2 separate regions of the Arachis hypogaea genome follow, and region 2 is linked to region 1. A link is a contact called in public Hi-C data. All regions are on one chromosome and are shown on one strand. The core of a region is the stretch at or near the end of the contact, and the rest is flanking DNA. Distances in the headings are between cores, read along the strand shown.

Region 1 (7,854 bases), core at 2,929-5,428:
AAGAGTATCAATTTGAAGCACTATATTTGCATAATGCAAAGAAAGGCCCGCAGGGCCCAATCTTTGGCGATTGCTCATGGTTCCGATTAATGGTTTACGGACATCTGCAGGTACCCATAGATAATAACACATTTTAATAATACAATACAACTAGGTAGTCTTTCACTACGAACTGATTAGAAAGATCTTCCAAGTTCAAAATAAGGTTCATACATGGCTAAAATCTGTTTAGTGGGTATCAATAACCTCAACCAAGTATTCATATTTATAAATGAAAATTACAGGAGGGTAAAACAAGAAGCATAACAGTATGATCTTAATGCCTTTAAGTGGATTAATACCTGGACTGCCAAAGATGTTATCTATCTCCAGATGTAAAAAACTTACAATGTCTACAAGCTTCTCCATAACCTGTAACCAGTTAGAATGCAAATTATACCACAATTTCCACACTTTCTCCTTTTATTTTAGGAGACTAAGAGATGAGATAATCAAATGCATGAACACCAGTAACATGAAATTACCTCCTCCAAGCTTCTGGACCAGAGCGACTTTTTCTTTAAATGTTTAACTTGCTTCTTTTGGCTTTTTACTTCTGCCCTTAAGATTGAACGGCTATCACCTATATGATGAAAAAATATATCAAAGATATATATGCATTCATACTGGGATGGTATATGATGTTATTGTACATATTTCTCCACTTTACAGAACCAATTATGTGTTCAATTTGATTCTTGTTCAAGTTTTGATAATAAAGGTTTTGCAATACAAAACTTAACCTTTTTTTAATTATTATTATTCATCAAACTATTGATTTTTGGTTAGGTTGAAATTGTTTTTCAAAAACAAGATTTGGAATGTCAATGGTGTTCTCCTGAATTACCGCTTTGAGTTGCACTTGAGTTATCCTCCTCTTCACGCTTACGTTGATAATCTTGTTCAAATCTATCCAAAGCATGTAACTCGTGGTATAATTCCTGAGGTGATAAAAGTACTTTTTACCAAAAGTTCTGTTTTAGAAAGAAGTTTTTACTACATTTGAGCTTCAGAAGTAAATCAGTCCTGGAGCAATAGTAAATATTTCTTTAGCAAAGGAATACACTCACAGCCGTAAATTGAACCCAGTTCATCAATTGCTGCATGATCAATTCTGCCTCATCCCTTGATTGTCTTTGAGGATTAAGTTCTCTGCTAATTCTAAATTCATAATTAAAAGGAAAAGACAAAAAAAGGAACAAAAAGGGTCAGAACAACCAATGATATAAAGGGTTAAAAAATATTTTTCTGAAAGGCTCAATAATAAGACAAATTTAGTGAGTACAATTTATATTACTTCTCAAAGTAACGGTCCAAGTTGTGCCACTGAGGATCCTTTGAACGATTTCCAAATCGAATCACTTCATCAGAAAAAACTTTCAACTCCTCCCTAAAAGCATCAACAGAAAATCAAATGCAGTTGCCATTTTCTCGTGCTAAAACAATTGATGGAACAGAAGCTGATATTTACCTCTTATCTGCAGCAACAATTCTTAGAAGTTCATCCGTATCCTTTGATACCAAATCTTGCACAGCCTCTAAAGGAAGCACCTCTTCTTTCAGGTGCTTAATACTTGTAGGAGAAAGAGATTCCATAAGATTAGAAGCCTTCACAATTGTGTTTGCTACCTCAAATGCTAAGATAGTAATTTCATTCCCTTTTGTCACAGTGCCCGAAACGAACCCATTGCCAGCATTTAAACTTGTCATGCTGCTACCAAGAGTGTCCAAAACATCAACTGCCTTCCCAATTCCATAAGTACCGGCTCTGCCCAGACGTGAACTCACCTCTGAAACCTGAAGTAGAAAGATTTAGTACCTCTTCATTCTTCTCCAATGATAATATATTTCTAACCATTCTCTTTCCCAGTGAAATAAGATATCCAATACACAAACATCACAATTACAGAGTCCCTAAATACTAATAATTAAACAGTAAATCTGCATCTATAAACCCTACACCCAAATAATATATAAATCTCAGGTTACTACATAAGGCTTGTAAATGTCAGCTCCTCTCATCACCGCAACTGATCTTTTGTTTCTTTTTTTAGATGCCAGTTGCTTTCTAATCAGGGATAAAGTATTCTTTTTGTCCCTAAAATTTGTGATTTTCATCAAAAATACCCCTAACGTTTAATCTCATTCAATTTTATCTTTAATGTTCTCGATTTGTGTCAAAATTACCCCTGGACATTAACTCCATCTAAGACTTTTGGGATAAAGTTGGAAACATCCAGGGGTACTTTTCACATAAATCGGAAACATCAGGAACAAAATTGAATAAATCAAAAACGTTAAGGACAAAATTAAATAAAATTAAACGTTAGGATATTTTTGAAGAAAAAGTATACTTTACCTATAATCACTCTACTTAGAACTAGTTAACAAAGACAATTGTTCTGAATTTAATTTGATGTACGAACACACAACCTAGGCACAATAAAGAATTGCCGCGGATAACATTACAGTCCTGCAAGCTTCAAGCATATTTCTCCAAATGGAATTAAATAACAAACTTTAAATATTGTCAAGAAATAATTAGATACTGTTTGCAGTATATTTTAAATTATATCAAGATCTATACATTTGCATAGTGTAGTTTTCAATTATTCGAGGTTTGCAGATATGGATGCATGTGCACACATGAAGAAACTAAAGATAAAGGAAACGAAACAACAAAGCAAGCTACCATGAGAGTTAAACCATAAGACAAATGTTCCTTCCCCTATCAAATATGCCAGTTAAATTGACAATGTCAAGATTTGGTTGGAATGAAAATAGAACTCAATGTTGTGGCAGGGATTGCCGTCTTAGTGTGACATTTAATAGTCGAATCCAATCCTATTATACTAATAATCAAATCATTCATCATTCAAAAATATAGACATCCCCATCTCAAAAAACCACTTTAGTTAGAATTACATTCCCAAAATGCCAACCTATCAATCGGAATCAAATGCTTAACATAAAACTAACGAATCTTTTGATTACCAGCAACATAGTAATCAAACCCTTAAATTGCAAAGAAAGAATCTAAAGATGTATTTCTAGGAACAATCGTTATCCTCCTCCACACTTCCACTCACCCTGATCTATTCATCAAATTGCAAAGAATGTTATGAACAAGGAAAAAAAGGAAAGATGAAACTGAAAAAAGGAGCATCAAACACACCAACCTTTGCAACAGCAGTCTGCCTTGACCTTACAGACCTTGACTTATTCGGAAAAGAATCATTATAGCGTGGGATTCCATCATAGAATTCATCAGCACCAGTCCCTGCAGCATTCTCAGCACCATGTTCATGTTTGTTATTGTCCTCCTTTGTGTGAGGTGCAGGTGCCAAATCAGAAGGCACGGTGGTCTTGTAGCTCTTATGGTTTTCTTTGGCGCCATCTGTGGTGGCAACCACCCTGTCACCACCCTTGGCAGATTTGGAACAAAGACCCCCCATATATTATATCAAAGTTTCAATCTCTGAGTAACTGGGGCATCCAGCAGCAGAGTTAAAATCCCGAAAAACAAGAAATGGGTATAGAGTAGCAACTGTGTATGTTCATCCAAATCAGGAATCAATAAAGAAGAAGGGTTTCAATGTTGGTGGCGAAAGGAATAATAGAAAGGGAGGGAAGAGGAGGAGAAAAGGGATTCTGGGATTGGAACAAAGAGAAGAAAAAGTCCACAGTCAAGTTGCCATTGGTTTGAGCTAAGTAGAATAATAATATAATAATAAATAAATAAGAAAAAAGAAGGGATGGGAGAGAGCAAAAACATAGTTTTTATTTAAGAGAGAGAGAATCAAAGAGACATGAGGCGGCGTGTGTGTGGTGTGGTAGGTCTAAGTTTAGCAGTGAGAAGTAAGAAAACGCTAAGAAGAGTAGCGTTGTGAGTGACTATACAGAAAGCATTGGACTGCAAATGCAAGAGAGAGCTCAAAATACTTGAACACTTTGAACATCTCTGACCTACCAATCAACTTTGCTAAATGCCAGTTACTCCATCTTCGTTTCTTGCGCATCGTCAATGCCAACGATGCATAACATAACACTTCCTATTTATTTATACTCATTACTCATCATTCGTTTCTAAACTTTCTTCAAATACATACACCCCCATAAGGCCATAAGTCCATTAACATTGCGTTTTGATTGGTCTTTTTATTCTTTTATGGTTTTTAGATCAGCAAAAATATTATTTATATATTAAAATTATTTAATAGTATCAATTATTATATATTTATATATATTTTATATTTTATATTAATTATTAATTTTAATAATTAATTTTTATATACACTTAACATGATTGTTAAATCAAATAGTAATTTTTTTATTTGAATATATAATTTAAGAAATGCCTTTAATATTCACTTATTAATTTTTTTTAAGATCATTATTATTAACTTTTTTTTTAAAGTTACGAGTGAGACTCGAACCCATAACCTCTAAATAAGTGAAAAGATTATGTTCTTTGGCTATCATTATTATTGGGTTAAAGAGTAAGAGACAAAAATAAATATATTTGTTATTTTGTTGATTATAATAGTTAAATTAAAGAGAGTGTTAAAGGTCAATAATTATAATATTAAAAAATTAATTATACTATTTATATATAAAAAATTAACTATTAAATTAACTATTTATGTAGAATATATATTGATTTGATAGTTAATTTTTAAAATACATATAATATTTTTTATATAAATTAAAGAATTAGTTAAATATTAAAAATCTAGTATTTTTCTTAAATATGTAATTCTTTATTGTGGTGTTGCAAGTGGGTGCTTTGATGATTTGCGGAAGAAATTCAATTTGTTGATAAACCAAAAGCAAAGTCATTGACGTTGGTTGTGAACATGACAAATGGCTACGAAAAATTGCAAGCAGCGTAGGAAGTGAAATAACTCGTGGAAGAAGCAAAGCGGCAGTGGGAACGAAACATTATTGACCTATTCTCGTGTGTAACGAACCTTTTTGCTTTGTTTTAATCATTTACCGTTTACTATTGTTTTGTCTCCTCTTATTTCTACGCTTCAAATCAAATTTGTTACTACATCATTGCCTAGGCTATGCTATCATAACAACCTTGAACATAGCCGGTGTAATGGGTAGGAAAGTCTCTTTTTGTTATAGCTTCATTATTAGGTGCGTCCGTTAAAATATTATTCCGTGGTTTTTTTTGATATTGTTTGCGATATTTTTTAGTCTAACGGTGAAAAAAATTAATTCGTCGTGAATCATTCAAATTTTTTATATTTATTTAAACAGACAATTCCACCAATATAAATTAATTATTCCATAGTTAATCAAGAAAACAAATGGAAAATATATCTAGAAAGCCTAATTAAGGAAAGTCAACCAAAGACCTCTGACTGAAAGAAAGAATGAGAGCAGACCAGGCATCCGCCCCACGCCAACAACACACAAGCTTTTAAGCAACTTGTTTACGCAACAATAAAACGGATAGAGTATTTTATGTGCATAAAATAGAATGTATATGTATAAAAAATTATTTCGTGCACGTAAAAAAAATAACCATCAAACATGTAGTAATTTATTGATTAATAATAAAGTTTTAAACATGTAGTGCTATTTAGAGAGAATTTGTACCTCCAAAGATCGAGCTATTTGCTTGGTTTGTGTTGGTCGGTAGGATGAATACTAAAGATAGATTATGTAGATTAGGCGTTATAGCACCGCATGATAATTTGTACGTGTTATACTGTAAGTCTGAAGAGACTGCGTTTCATTTGTTTTTTGGGTGTGAGCTCACTTGACAGGTGTGGAGTGTTTGGTTGTTCGCTCTTGGGAGGCTTTGGACAATGCCAGGTTCATTAAAGGAGCACTTTTAAAATTGAACGAATGGGACAGTGCGAAAGGATGAGAAGAAGCGATGGTTCATTGAATTCTGTCTGTTATATGGACAATTTGGCTAGAAAGAAATTGTAGAATTTTTAAAACCCAAGCATCTTGTGTGGAAGAAAGTCTGAACAGATCTTTCGAATTCGCTGATGAATGGCTTGGCGGTGAACCCTATGGTTGTTGATGGCATTGTCGAAGATGACTAGGGGTTGTCATATTGCTTTAATGCTCCACCTTGTGTGTCGAGCTCTTTACTTCAAAAAAAAAGTTTTAAACAAAAATTTTTTAAATTTTATTTATTTTAATTTTATTTTAAAAGTTTTTAATTGATATTCATTCTATTTTTGATAGTTAAGTTTTTAAAAAATTTATGATCAATCTAACTATAATGTTTGACAAATAATAGTCAGGTAAAGAATTTTGTTTTTATCTATGTGAAGTTATTATTAAATTAGTCTTAAATTATTTAAAAAATCAACTATCCAAATATATTTAATATAAATAGAAAATTTTTAGAATAGAATTGAAACAAATAGAGGCGAGAGCTATTTCAGTAGGAATTAGACCTTCTGAGTCTGTTACATGAGCCTTTGAGACTTGTGAGGCTAGCGAATAATAGAGAGGATAGAGTTGTGTGATAGACTTGGTATCTTTTCGACTAACTCTTTTATGCAGGTGCTACAAGAAGAAATGCTATCAGAGGATATTACTAGTTACAACTTCACGAAGACCATTTGGAAAGGGTTGGTTCTATCAAGGATGGAGCTGTTTGCTTGGTTTGTCCTGATAGACAGAGTGAATACTAAGGAACAATCGGTTCGAGATTATTAGACAGGATGATAAGAGTTGTGTTTTATGTAATAAGGATGTTGAGCAAGTACATCACTTGTTTTTTGGCTGTGAATTTGCTTGGATATCTGTGTTTGACCGACACTGGTCTTTTCCGGGATTAGTGAAGGACCACTTCCTAAGTTGGACAGATGAGCCGCATAGAAAAGAGGGTCGAAAGCAGCGTTTGAGGTGCTTCTATGCGATCATTTGTCACATTTGGATGGAAAGGAATAAGAGGATATTTCAGAATAAAAGCAAAGGCGTAGAAAATATCATTAACATGACCATGCTTAGCTGCGACGAGTGGAGAGTTGTACATTCCTAGTGTTGTTGATCGCTATACTAAAGATGACATGCATATTTTTTTTCTTTTCTTTGGGTTATGGTACTTTTTAGAGTTGCTTGCTTGTTGTTTATTATTTGTTGCTATTTGCTCCACATTAGTGTGTTAAGCTCTTTTGCTTAAAAAAAAAAGAATTGAAACAAAAATTCTAAAAACCAATCCAGTCATTAAACTAGTAAAAATAGATGTTTTAAAGTTAAAAATTCAATCGAATTTAAACTAAATATAATAAAATAATATATCATATATAAATAATTTTTTTATATTTTATTATTTTAAATCATTATTAAAAAATTATACCGTTCAACCATTCTTTGATCAATTTTTTTTATTCTTTAATTAATTCGCTGCCAAGTAATTTTTTAACTACACTGTTTCTCAATTAACTTGTTAAACTAACCTATTCGCTCAGGACCTTAAGTCAAGTGATTCGTAGGACAATATAATTTATGAGTTTGCTACTGTATGCAAATAAAAATCATATAGAGTTAACTACTAATTCGATATTCAAAAAATATAAAAAATTTTTAAAAAATATTATCAATAAAGTAATTTTTAATAATTTAAAATTATGACAAAAATAATTAATAAATATTATATTTTATATAAATAACAAAAAAATTTTATATTTAACAAATAATTTATTTATTTGTTCCGAATTCTTTCGACAACATTTGAATAAGAATTTAAAAAGTGCAAAAAAGATTTGAAGCATAATTTGATCGTTAGATTTTTTATTTTTTTAAAAAAGAATTGATCATTCACAATAAAACAAAAAT
Region 2 (7,854 bases), core at 3,579-6,078, 290 kb after region 1:
AAATCAGTAATTAGTGATGGTCTGACCAGAGTTGGCAGTTTCACACTATTTAAGCTCCCAATGTATTTAGAGTTTACTAAAAAGAAAAGTATAGAGTATCAAGATATATCTGTTAACTTATTGTCAATAATAATTAATTATTATATTTTAAATACATGTATAAAGAGACACATTCAAAAAATATATATATAAAGACATTTTCATTAGACATAGTCATAAAAATGACATTTTTATTAGACACATCTATAAAGACACTTCCATTAAATACAATCATAAATAAGAGTTGACAGAAGTTGGTAGAAACGCTATTGATAACGTAGTGGGATTGTTACTAAAATTGCACACGTTCTCAACTTTCAAGTTGAATTGATCATATGAAATTGGATCATTTTTGTGATTACCCATACTAACGGTTGGTTTGAATTAATTTTTTGAGTGAAAAAAGTATTTTTTTTAATTTAAAATTTATTTAAATATATTTTTTAGAAAAATATTTTTATTAAAATAAAAGATGAATTATTTATTTTTTGTAAAAATTAATAATATTTTATTTTTAAAAGAATAAAGGAAAAAGATATTTTAATATTTGAAATTTTTTTTAAAAAATTTATTCAAATATATAATAATTGTTTTCTATTAAAAATATTTTTTTTAAATAATAAAAAATCAGTTCTTTTTAAAAAAATTAATTTAAATTAATCTTAGATGTATACTAAAATCAACTATCAATATAAAATGTATATTAAAATATAAAATACATATTAAAAATAAATTAAATTATATATATATTTATACATAAATACATAATAATTTATGTAAATGGCTATTTTAGTGTGTATATAATATTTTTATTACGTACAAAAATTAAAATTAGTAGTTAAATTTAATCAGCTTAGATTTCGTTTTACCTAAAAAAACATATTTGTTATATATCTAAGTAATATTGTCATCTAAATCCAATCAAGTAGATCTAATACCAACAAAAATCACTTTCATTAAAAAGAGAGTGATTATACGCGCACATATTATTCTTTCAACCAAATCATTTACGTTCACGCGCGGTATCGTCGTCGTCGTTGTCTTCTTCTTCACTTCCTCCTGCTCCTTTTCCTTCTTCGCGTGTTTTGTTCTCATCGTCATTCTTTTGTTGCTGCTGGTATTGTAGTAGAAGGTGAGGAGAAAGAGTTTTGAATTGTGCAAGACAACGAGGCCAAACACATCTTAATTCACTCAAAAATGAACCGAAATTATATAATGATTGTGACATAATTAACTCAAAAATAAACCAAAATTCGTAATGGATTACGACACAATTAACTCAGAAATGAACTAAAATTACATAACGATTGCGACACAATTAACTCAAAAATGAACCGAAATTATATAATGATTGCGACACAATTAACTCAGAAAGAAAGAGAAGCAGAGAACAATGGTAAAGAATTTGCAGGTTTGAGAAGTAATGGATGTTAATAATAAAAGATTTCCAACATGAACTTAGAGATTTTTGCATGTGAATTTCAAGTTCAACCGAGGAGAATTTAGTTACAACAGAAAAAAAGATTAAAAAGGACCTTTTGGAGAAAAGGAATATATTTATGGTATCTTATATTAAATTTATAATTCATAGGGAGATTTCATTTTCTGGGGTTGTGAAGGTTGATGAAATATTTTTTTTCTTTGCCTTTGTAGAATACTTAGGGCTTGTTTGGGTGAGCTTTTAAAAAAAGATATTTTTTGAGTTATCTTTTTTTAAAAGATCTTATAGAAAAGTAAAAGTAATTTTATGTTTGGGTATCTCATGCAAAAAGATCTTTTTATCTAACAATTATGTTTGGATATAACAATATAAAAGTACTTTTTTGTTTATTTATTACATGAAAAACATCTTTTTTTAAGAAAAAAATATCTTTTAAAAAAAGATATAAATTACAGCTTCTAAAAAAAGATGTTTTTCTGATTTTTTTAGTACTTTTACTTTTACTACTCGAAATTTGCCAAACACGCTAAAAAATAAAAAAAGATTTTTTTTTTATCAAAATAATAGTGCCCAAACAAACACTTAGGAAATATTCATTGTACTCACTATTTCTTGTTATGTTTTTTTTATTTAATTTTACTGATTTTTTAAGGCCTTGTCCAAGAGCTAAACTCAAATTTAACACAAACTCAGAAATTGTGTTAAATTTGAGTAAATCAAGAAGAATTTTGAGAAAATGAAATAAGAAGGAGAAGATGAAGAAGAAAAAGATGAAAAAGAAGAAGAAGAAGAAGTAGAAGAAGAGGAGGAAGAAGAGAAAGAGTTTTGAATTATGCAGGACAACGAGTCCAAATGCACCTTAATTCACTCAGAAATTATATAATGATTGCGACATAATTACTTCAGAAATGAATCGAAATTACATAACAATTGCGACATAATTAACTCAGAAATAAACCGAAATTTACCATAATGATTGCGACACACAAACTCAATTCGAAAACAAGCACACAAACAAGACTGAATTATGAATAAAAATACATTCAAAATGAATTTTGGATCAGACAACGTCATTAATATGTTTTTTTTGTTTGATATTTTCTTCTCTTTTTCTTGGTTTTATTCTTCTCAAGAGAGTAAATCAAAAAGAATTTTGAGAAAATGAAATAAGAAGGTGAAGATGAAAAAGAAAAAGATAAAAAAGAAGAAGAAGAAGCAATAGAAGATGAGGAGAAAGAGTTTTGAGCTGTGCATGACTATGAGTCCAAATGCTTGGGTGAGCACGGGTAGCGGGTACCCGATTACCCACCCGAACCCGAACCAAACCAATAAAATTGGTTCTGGAACCGACGGGTAATCGGGTCCAACCCGAACCAAACCAATGACATTTGCTGATGATTGGTTTGGGTATCGGTTTTGGGGGCGCGAAACTCGAACCAACCCGTATATCCGATCATAATTAATTAAATAATATATATATATATATATATGACTTTTGATGTGTTTTCTAACTCATAACCCTAATCCTATCTCACTAATGTTTAGATTTTAATGTGTTTTGGTTTTAGCTTCTTTCAAAAATTATTCACTAGACTTTTGTATTTAACTTCTAATATTTCTATTACACTTTTATATTTTCATTAGACAATATTATTTACTATTAGTATGTTTGGATTTTGATGAGTTTAGTTTTTAATATATTTGGTATTTAATATGTTTGCATTATTTCTGCTGATGTTACATGTTTATTATATTTCTTGAATTTTTAAGATAAAAATTTGCCAATTTGGTTTTTTTTTATATGAATTTTAAAGTCATCGGGTACCCGCTACCCGAACCGAACCAATCCGCTCTTAATCGGTTTGGTTTGGTTTGGGTACAAACACAAAAAATGCAAATCCGAACCAAACCAAACCAATTACTTTTTGATCGGTTCGATTCTAATTTTACCTTGAACCCGAACCAAACCGACCCGTGCTCACCCCTACCAAATGCACCTTAATTCACTAATAAATGAACCGAAATTATATAATGATTGCGACACAATTAACTCAGAAATAAACAAAAATTACATAATAATTGCGACACAATTAACTCAGTTCAAAAACAATCACACAAATAAGACTCGATCATGAACAAAAACACATCAAAAATCAATTTTGGATCAAACAACATCATCAACATGGCAAAAATTCAACAATAACAATAACAATAACGACGATAGTGATAACGACGATTGGTATAAGAAAAAAATAATGATAACGATAACGATGATAATGGAAAAGGAGAAGGAGAAAAAGAAAAAGAAAGAAAAAAAATTCAAATAAGAAAAGAAGGAGGATGAGATGTTGTTGTTGGTGATTACGATAACAAAAGAAAAAGAAAGAAAGAAAGAAATATGCGTAGATTTAAAAAAAAAAAATAGAAGAAGCGTGAAAAAAGAAAAAAAGTGAAAAAAAAAACATGTGACTCTAAATCATTTAACTTGAATGTTAAAATTATTTAAATTAAAAATAATTTAAAAAAAATTTTGAACGAATCGGACTAGACCTCTAAGTGTGCTATTAAATACATACGTGCATGTGCTAATATCGTTGCAGTTCAAAGTGCAAACAACATGTATATCAGTATATATCATTATTCTAAATATTTATTTTCGAAAAAAATAGAAAAAAAAATGAAATTTTCTGTGTTGGTGACTTGGTGGTGTACATGCGATTCGCCAGTCTGTCTAAGCTAAAGGGGTTTAAGGAATCTTGAGAATATACAGTTGCCAATACGATCCAAGCTGCGTCATGAGATTCCGCTTAATTAAAGCTTTAACAAGTGAACAAAAGATACAGATTCACTTGCCCAATATCACATTTCACATGCCGCAGTTTTTCCTTCTTTTTCCCCTTCATTTTATATACCAAAGCTAGCCCTAAATGACTAATTAATGGTACTTAATTACTTGTACGTCACATCATGCCAACCTGGCTAACATACACCACAATTAATTGGCCTCTCTTCCATCCCTCCAAAATTATGCCACGCCATTTGGTATTAGTACTGATGTGTAAAATACTAAAATTCGCTTGCAAAGCAATATTAAAAAAATAAATAAATAAGTTTTTGAATTTTTAATTTATAAATTTTTTTAAAATTTAAAAATATATTTAAATTTTTGGTATTCTAATATAAAATTAAACGTGATTTTTGCTGTAATCACGTACGAATGCACACGTAGTAAAATTTTTAAAATAAGATAAATTATATTTAGAGATAGATGTATCAAAATAAAAAAAAAATAAAAAACTTAAATATTTGCGGAAGAAAAAATTAAGAATCAATTTATCCATTTTTCTTAATATTAATTAATGCTGTATAATTAATTTGAGATCCATAATATTAATCATGTCACCAAATAAAATATAATAGATATATCGTGTGGTCAACGGTGAGGTGAGGCTCTTCGTCAACTTGACTCCATTTTATTTTCCCACACTCATAATCACAATGGTTGTAATTAGGTATTATTATTCCTAAGCTACCGACTATAAAAGACGAGGCAGTAGTGGTTGAGATTGATAATCAGGGATAATGGCCAGTGCAGGTACCCCTTTGCCGGTAGCATACCAAGCATGGACGAGTCCAGCAGTACCGGACTGGCTAAACAAAGGGGACAACGCATGGCAGATGGTGTCAGCCACCCTGGTGGGGATACAGAGCATGCCCGGATTAGTCATCTTGTACGGAAGCATAGTCAAGAAGAAATGGGCCGTCAACTCCGCCTTCATGGCCCTCTACGCATTCGCCGCGGTTGTCATATGCTGGGTCACTTGGGCCTACAAGATGTCCTTTGGGGACAAGCTCCTGCCCTTCTGGGGTAAAGCTGGGCCCGCCTTGGGCCAGAAGTTCCTCATCAAGCAGGCCGCGCTCCCCGCAACGCCTCATTACTACAACACGGGGGCTCTGGAGACGGCGGAGATTGAGCCATATTATCCCATGGCCACCATGGTGTGGTTTCAGTGCGTTTTCGCAGCCATCGCTGTGGTCATACTGGCCGGCTCGGTGCTGGCTAGGATGAACTTCAAGGCGTGGATGATGTTCGTGCCGTTATGGTTGACTTTCTCGTACACCATAGGCGCGTTCAGCTTGTGGGGTGGTGGCTTCTTGTTCCAGTGGGGTGTTATGGACTACTCTGGTGGTTACGTCATCCATCTTTCCTCCGGCGTTGCAGGCTTCACCGCCGCTTATTGGGTATAAATAATTTACTATACTCTTCTCCTTCTTTCCTTACCTTAAACTGTTACACGCACCCATTTAATTCCTTTTGTCAAACTTTTGACCACTTCACTTCCGTAAATTTAGAAAAATGAGTTCTGTTGACTTTTCTGGCATGTAGTTTGCAGAGAAGTTTCTTTTGTGTCTTTTTTGAAAACTCAAAACCAAAAAGTTGTTGCCGCCGTTTATAGTTATATAATGAACAGAAACGAATCGTTTGGTGGTGTTTGTTTCTCCTCAATATCTCACTTTCTACTAGTACTAATATATGAGAGAGAAGAGATTATGTATATACGATTACGTGCGTAGTCTGTCTAGCCGATTAATAAATGAGAAATTCTTGGGAAAGAATTTTTAGTATTTTTTATGCGCATAATGTCATGATCTGTTTATTGTATATCAAAAATATCTTTTATGTGTAAAATATCGGAAAATTGTTACTGACAAAATACTAAAAAAAACATAATTAATATATAATGATCATTTAACATTTTTTTTAACAAAAAAAAGTACCAGTGGTAATAAATTTTATAATTTATAGTTATTAATTAATTATTATTAATATTTTTAATAATATAAAATCATATAGAATAATATAAAATTATTTATTTATTTTTATTAAATATTGATTAAATTTTAATAAAATACTTACATTTTTTTATGGATAAAATTGGATGCATGGACACGTGTAGGTTGGGCCAAGGTCGAAGAAGGACAGGGAGAGGTTCCCACCAAACAACGTGCTGCTAACGCTGACAGGGGCGGGGCTGCTGTGGCTGGGGTGGGCAGGGTTCAACGGAGGGGACCCGTACTCGGCCAACATAGACTCATCGATGGCGGTGCTGAACACGAACGTGTGCGCCGCCACCAGCCTCTTAGTGTGGACGTGGCTTGATGTCATATTCTTCAACAAGCCCTCCGTTATTGGAGCCGTTCAGGGCATGATTACTGGCCTCGTTTGCATCACTCCCGCCGCAGGTACGCTATCCACCCCTCAACTCTTTCGATTCTTCCTCTTAGATCTGATATGGTTTCATTTGTTGTTGAATAATATAGGTCTGGTTCAAGGATGGGCAGCCATAGTTATGGGAGTTCTATCAGGAAGTGTGCCATGGTACACCATGATGGTATTGGGCAAGAAGCTCACAATCTTCCAAATAGTCGACGACACTCTCGCCGTCTTCCACACCCACGCCGTCGCCGGACTCCTGGGCGGCATCCTCACGGGGTTTCTCGCGGAGCCACGGCTGAGTTCCCTGTTTCTTGCGGTGACCAACTCTAGAGGAGCGGTGTACGGAGGGTCGGCTGGGGGAGTTCAAATCCTGAAGCAATTGGTTGGAGGATTGTTCGTCATTGGATGGAATTTGGTAGCCACCTCCATAATTTGTGTGGTGGTGAAGTTGGTGGTTCCTTTGAGAATGACGGATGAAGAGTTGCTGATTGGTGATGATGCAGTTCACGGAGAAGAAGCTTATGCCTTATGGGGTGACGGAGAGAAACTTAGCCTCTACAAAGATGACACCACCCAGCATGGAATGGCAATGGCTTCCAGTGGTGCCACTCAAGTTGTCTAGGGGACTCAATGATGCATGTGCGGACATGCATATTCCTTATTACAAAAATCCAACACAGGATTCCATTTTCTCTTTATACTTGTGCTGTTGGTAACTTGGTATGTATTATTGTAAGGTGGGTACTCCCATGAAGATATTATAATTGTCTTCATGTGATGATTTTTCTTTTTGACCCTTAGATGATGGAGTGTAGGGTTAGATTTTGATATGTTATAAAAGTGTTGTTTTTATTTGAAGTGTGGCCAAATCAATAAATCACACTTTTATACAAAGCATCTTCATAAAAAGATGTTTTTTGCATCTTCATTTGAGTAGCTCCCTTATTGTAATATTGTAGTCCTTGTATTTTTGTACCTTTTTTTTTTTTTGTAACTATTTATTCTTGTTTTCTAAGGTATATATCCTCAGCTATAAATTAAATGTATGTCACGTCTTTTTATTTTTGAAATCAAGATTCTTCTAGAGAAAAAGATTGCTAAACTGAAAAGGTGGGAATTTTATTCCTCTTTAATCAAATAGTAAAATTCACACCTA

What was found. Hi-C and Micro-C count contacts between places; a contact is called where the count stands out from the background.
Region 2: a Hi-C map of an unstated tissue shows a contact between it and region 1, with 3 times the contacts expected there. The contact joins the promoter of LOC112733015 here to the promoter of LOC112733009 in region 1. A contact is called at or near these places in 3 of 8 Hi-C or Micro-C datasets (leaf and an unstated tissue).

The regions. Positions count from the first base shown.
Region 1 is chr13:121,134,525-121,142,378 of arahy.Tifrunner.gnm2.J5K5, forward strand. LOC112733009 (protein PSK SIMULATOR 1) reads right to left here and starts at 4,179. Exons shown (of 12, transcript XM_025781853.3): 1 at 3,219-4,179; 2 at 1,511-1,836; 3 at 1,337-1,429; 4 at 1,110-1,200; 5 at 887-980; 6 at 525-622; 7 at 342-411; 8 at 1-104. The coding sequence starts at 3,494.
Region 2 is chr13:121,426,287-121,434,140 of arahy.Tifrunner.gnm2.J5K5, forward strand. It overlaps LOC112733015 (ammonium transporter 3 member 1), which reads left to right and starts at 4,829. Exons shown (of 4, transcript XR_011869931.1): 1 at 4,829-5,722; 2 at 6,439-6,724; 3 at 6,803-7,422; 4 at 7,636-7,765.